2 separate regions of the Sus scrofa genome follow, and region 2 is linked to region 1. The links are chromatin contacts, called in public HiChIP or PLAC-seq maps. All regions are on one chromosome and are shown on one strand. The core of a region is the stretch at or near the end of the contact, and the rest is flanking DNA. Distances in the headings are between cores, read along the strand shown. Region 1 overlaps FOXP1 (forkhead box protein P1). Region 2 overlaps FOXP1 (forkhead box protein P1).

The links. HiChIP or PLAC-seq counts read pairs in DNA pulled down with a chosen protein or histone mark.
Region 2: an H3K27ac HiChIP or PLAC-seq map of skeletal muscle shows a contact between it and region 1, with 3 times the contacts expected there. The contact joins two enhancer-like sites. A contact is called at or near these places in 1 of 47 Hi-C or Micro-C datasets (epiblast stem cells) and 1 of 2 datasets of contacts at active chromatin or transcription factors (skeletal muscle).

What each region holds. Positions count from the first base shown.
Region 1 is chr13:52,563,996-52,566,955 of Sscrofa11.1, forward strand. All of the region lies in intron 6 of FOXP1 (forkhead box protein P1), which reads right to left. Among named protein-coding and RNA genes, the nearest start is that of FOXP1, 410 kb to the right of the region's middle. Within about 2 kb of position 1,471, at least 10 of the 83 cell types and tissues checked have an H3K27ac peak or open chromatin away from gene starts, as enhancers often do. A contact at or near this core is called in skeletal muscle, where this site is marked.
Region 2 is chr13:52,776,524-52,779,483 of Sscrofa11.1, forward strand. The region is part of intron 3 of FOXP1 (forkhead box protein P1); the gene reads right to left. Among named protein-coding and RNA genes, the nearest start is that of FOXP1, 200 kb to the right of the region's middle. Within about 2 kb of position 1,543, at least 31 of the 83 cell types and tissues checked have an H3K27ac peak or open chromatin away from gene starts, as enhancers often do. A contact at or near this core is called in skeletal muscle, where this site is marked.

The sequences.
Region 1 (2,960 bases), core at 221-2,720:
ATTTTAATTAAAATACATTTATTGGTGGAGGTTATGTTACATGCGGCCTCAAACCAGGGCAAGAATATCCCCAGCTAATCATAGGAATGATGTTAAAATTGTTTATTATCCTTTTATGAATTTTCCTACTTAAATTACAGCATTTCACAACTCTCTGCAAAAAGCGAAACACTATCCACAGGCAGTTTATTGTAAAAACTGATCTATGCATTAATCTGACCTTCACTTAAACAGCTCCTCAACCACAAGGAATGGAGGAAAAAAACAAAAGCACCTAATGTCAGCGATCACATTGCGAGTACCATCAAACTGCTAAATCTATTAACTTTTGTTTTCTTTTTTCACTATTATTAAACTGGAAAGAAAAATTCAACTGGAAAAATTGTGCCTTTTTGGTTCCCTTGTCATCATGTAATAAGTATGAGAAATATATGTGCAATGGCCAAATGGCCGGTAGACAAAACACCCACTCTAAGTGACGTACTGTTTTCCATACCACTCAGACAAAATCAAAACAACAGAACTGCTGCAAACAAAAACAAAATAACATTTCCCATCAGCATTCCAGACAGAGAAAATTTACAGGAAAAGAAGCTGGGAAAAGAACCAGAATGAAATAACTGTTCATACCTCCACTCGTGGTGGAACCATGGCTTCAGACAAACAGCACGGACTTGAGCACTGAAATGTTTAACCATTGATAAAATGTTTGCCAGTGTTGGAAAAGTTTTTTTTTTTTTTCTTTTTTAGGCAAACATTTGCCCTGTTTAAAGTGATGAAGTGCTTCTATAGAACTGAGGGGCCTACATTTCTCTCTTTTTTTTTTTTTTAAGCGAGGGGAGGGGGGTGAGGAGGGAGGGGGGAGACTTATGATAAGAAAAGAAACTTCAGTCGCAGCAGTATCCAGAAGCAAGTGTGTCATTTAATTAATTCTCCTTTCGCTGAGAGATAGAGAAATGTTTCCTGGTGCTGCTAAGTCTGTCTGGCAGGAGAATGTAAAACTCACTTGAAAAAGTGAAGATGATCTCTTTTTATAGCTGAGTCACATGTGTGTAACTTTATGAACGCATCGGCTCCCGGGAAGTTACTGGATCAGGGTTTCGCCTAGATACCTGCCCATAAACTGAGGCAGCGAGAGGTGACTATCAACAGCTGTATCCACCGATTTCATCGAGTCAGTTTACAGTGTCTCCATCACCGTGGATTCTTGTCAGCTGCACTCTCGCTAACACAATTCCTGTGTTTTGCCTGGCAGTAAATGGACGCTTCTGCCCTAGCGTCGTCTAAACAACTCCGTTAACATTTGCCCCCGAGCGTCTCTCTCTTTGTCCAGTCCCTGTCTTCTAACAGATGTCATCCAAGCCTAATCAAGCATAAAATGGTCATAAATATTTCTTTCTGGTAGATTTCACATTCGCATTTCATGCAGGGACATGATATTTTTCTGCTACCTCCAGGGAGAGCCTAATGCAAAAACCAGTTACTTACATTCTAGCCTCATGGTCCTTGAGTAAAATGCAGAACATGTTCTCAGCTCGGAGACATAAAAAGGCTTAAGACTTTATCTTTGGTCTTTTGTTTAACTGCACCTTTTTTCTTTGCGTTTTTTCCCCCCCAAATGCATCTTCATTTTCCAGTTTACACTTAGGCGTTACAAATGTTCCTTTGTGCATGTGAAACTATAAAACGAGATCTAAAATGGGACTACGTCTACCGTATTTCAGCAACTTCAGGTTTTCAACCTTAGATCCTTAATTACTTGCAAAAGGAGATTTTTTTTTTTTTTTGCTCAGATACCTCATTCAAATAACAAGCTATTTGGAAAGTAGATGAGATAAGGGGAGGGCTCTTTTCTTGGGGTTCATTTTACGCGCTATTTTGCAACCTTTTCATCACATTCCGTTAAAACAATGGGATGAAGCCGGGATACAAATTTAAGGTTCATGCCAATTTACCAGATGAGAAAAGGAAAGATTATCACGAGATAGGCCCCGTTTCTAAGACTGAAACTTTGATCAAGCAGGGGAAGCTCCTTCAGACAATTAAGTTGCCTCCTTAAGGAGGGAAGAACTGGTAATCGGCACAATCATATTTGTCTTCTGGAAACTTAGTAAATAATGAGCCTTAAACTAAAATAAAACTATCCTAATAATACTTTTGAGGCCATATGTCTGTGTTTCTCTTTCCTATTCCCTTTGTCAAAACACACATCTTATACTGCTATTTAAAGCGAACTGCAAAACACTTAGCGGTATATATCACAACAATGGCACTCCCCCCACCCTTCACTCCGCTGAGCCTAATATTTGATTACTGCTAGTCAAATCAAGCTTTCAGGCAAATAATCTCCATTTTTAAAGTTAATGAGATATGGTCATGTCGACAACAGCTTGCAGAAACTTTTAATTTTAATTCCTGCAGGCTGTGCTGGCCTCTTTTACAGCAACTACTGTATGAATGAGTCAAATTTGCCAACATGGCTTATGTAGACAAGTGCACACTAATTAAAAATACCCACTGGTATCATAATTTAAATACCATGAAAATAAACTGTGAAAGTCGCTCGGATCCAGTCTCATGGTTCCCTTTGAGCGCGCGCTTCCTTTGACTATAGGATGTTTTATTGCTGGCGTGTTCTTAGCTGAAAACCACTTTGCATCTTGGAGGAATCTGAGAGTGTAATATAATTACACAATTTGTGTTAATATTTGTTTCTCATAAGCTGTTAAGCAGGCCTCCCAGAACGACCACTAATTGAGAAAACCATACTGCGGAGGCAAGCGACGAAGTGACACTCTTGATTTAAGGTCCCTTACAACTTCTCTTGGGTCTATGGTAACTTCTCTGGTCGCTCTCAGCTCAAGCCACGAGGAGATCATAGAGAAAACACGGTTGTTTTTGTCAGTCTTTCTTTTATCCTTATAAAGTTTTCATTCCTCTTAATATTTGCATTTTAACTG
Region 2 (2,960 bases), core at 293-2,792, 210 kb after region 1:
TATTCTCTAAATCCATCCTGGACGTGAAGAAAAACTTAACAAAACTGAAAATCTTCCTTTTCTAAGAAGATACATTGTAACACTTTTATTTTTTCTTAACTGGTAAAGGTATACGCCTTTATTAAAATTAAAAATTAAAGTTTCCCGAAGCACAAGGTAACAGTTGACACTTAGATGCTTTGAAGGGTCCTCTAGGGAGAAAAGGCAAGAAGGGGAAAAAAAATGTGGTGGCAGTTACAACAAATTAACAACATATAATAAAAATGCCATAAACACGTGGCATACATAATAAATCTAATCAAGTCTACAAGGCGGGCAGATAAAAATGATTAACTGCCACTATCCTTGAAAAGAAAAGAAAAATTTTGTCCCCTGTTATTCATCACAGCTAATGTTCTGACCCTAAATCTAACATGCAGATCGAACCATCTTTAGAGCAACACACTGTACCAAGGAGAACAGCCTTTTCACTTCCTATTTTATTTTCTGAGAAATCAGGAAAACAAACATGTTAGAGCCACTTTTTAATTAAAGCTGTGGCTTTTGGGGATGTTGATAAAACTTCTCAGAATCTTTGCCTCTATCAACAGAAGAAAAAAAAAAAAAAAACAAAACAAAACACAAAAAACCAACAGCAAAACCCACCAGTCTCAGAACTACTACCTGTCTGGAGGTAACATGCAGTCACTTTTTTAATTGGTTGCCTGCATTTGATTCCTGATTCTGATATGTTACCAATTTAGCAAGGCCTCCAGCCAATGAGGAATCTATATGCTAAATCTGTAAGGTGTGGACGTAAACATCTCCAAAAGGGAATGTGCGAAAACTGAAGCTCGCCTCAAAGGGAGAGTCTGTGGCATAAAAAAGACGTGGGTCACTTCCACAAGAGGCGTGCAGGTCTTCCTGCACCAAGACTATCACCTTGGCAGGGAGCAGGTCTGAGTCTGCTTTGCTCTCAGAGTTAAGATTCTCCAGAGAAAACCACTGTGACAAGAAGCGTTGCCTCAAGTGGGGATTAAACACGCTGACATATAAAAAAATAAAAAATAAGATTTGGGGGGAAAAAAAGCTGAAGAGGTTCAAATGAACAAAATCCTACTTGTTCCTCAAAAGAAAAACAAAGAGCTTTCAGAAACATCTCCTCTGAGAGATGTAATAGAATATGAGTAAATTATAACAATTAAAAACCATTAAAGATAGAATAATTGAGAATACCTGTTTGGGTAACAATGACTTTCTTGAATTCCTCATAACAGAGGGTCTATTTTTAATCACTCTTTTTGCAAAACCTTGCATAATTTAACAATAATTATGGATTTTTAATTTTTCTACATCCACAAGAACGTAAAGTGAAAACCATAAATTATATACTAACTCCAGCTGTTAAATGTTGGCATTTTGTCTTTAAAAAAAAAAAAAGTTCAAAAAAATCTGTTTCCTTAAACCAAGGAAATGTGGGAAAAGGCCATCCTGCCAGTGGAAACCTTCAGCAGCAGAAAGCTCACGCTGCGGTTTCTTGCCGAGGCAGCAAACTCCACTGAAAGAGAAGTTGCTGCCAACTCAAATACTGTTTGCTTTCACACCCAAGAACAAACTGTGTGCACGGCGAAGGCATCCGAAGGGCTGGGAGCAGCTGGAGAGGACTGGAGAAAGGTAACAGTGGTGTCAGAGCTACTGTAAACTGGTTCTCGCTTTTCTATCAGCAAGTCAGCATCCCAGAAAACAGCGCGTCCAGCAGCCCGACTTCAGTACCTGCTGTATGTAATTCAAAACCTGCTTTTTCCAAGTCAACAAGCCAAGGGACTTTTCGGAAAGGGAAGGTGGAGGGGGGGAAGATCACTCAGACAAATGAAACACAGGCTCCTTCCGTGTGATTCCAAGGGTCGGTGAGACGCAGGTTTCAACAGAGCAATGAGAAATTTCCCTCTCTCGGTGCAACATGTAAGCCACTTGCTCTGTAAGCAGGAAATGCAAAGGAAGTGTTTACTGCAACCTTGTAAACCAAAGGCAGAAAGCTCTGCCAAAGCAAACATCATGATGGCAAGGGCTTTGCTGCCCCAAAGGCCCTTCAAGTTCCCTTTCTGCCCCCACGGATGGGTGTCGCTAAGGATGTGGCAGGCGGGGGTGAGGAATTCTATAGGAAGAGAAACAGCCCAAGTCTCCAAAAAGCAAAGGTTTGTACCACGAGGACTTTCTATTCTGGTTTCAAATAAACGAAGGCCAGCTAATTGTTGGGATGGCACTATTTGAGACCCAAAGTAAAAATGGTCAAATAAGAAAATCTGTTTCTTCCCTTTGCTCATACAGCTTTGAAGTAATGTTTAAAATGATCACACAGTCGGTTAAAATGGTCAATTTCATGTTATGCATATTTTACTACAAAAAAAAAGAAATTTACCCTGCAGCGCCATGGAGGTGGGAAGAAAAGTCTTCCATCTGAGACAAACTATATGTTATGAAATTCTGCCTCCCCGTGCCTGGCATGCTCACTTCCAGAATCAAACACAGTTCATCATTTTAAGGAAGAATCTTTTTCAAAGTGGAAAATGATATGGTTTCTTCAAAAACCCCTACTTTCTCCAAGCCCCCCTCCTTCCTCCAAAACTGTGACTTAAAAAAAAAAAAAAAAAAAAAAAAAACAGCTCACAAAAATGTCATGAGCTCAAAACATGTATATAAAGGAAATGGTGAATCTGCATGAATGGAAGATCTAAATATTCCCCACCTAAAAAAATATAAAGTTTACCCAGGGCAAAAAATATCACATATTTCCAATTCCAGATTGGACCTAGTAAAGTTTCAATATTAAGAGTCAACTTTATTGACTGACTTCCTCTAGTTTAAAATTAGAAACCTTTTTCTTACTGTCCTAACCACCCACACCTACTGCCCCCGCCACAAAAAGTCTGATGGTTTAGACACAGGTTGAAAAAAAATAATCTATCCAACTAAACAAAGAC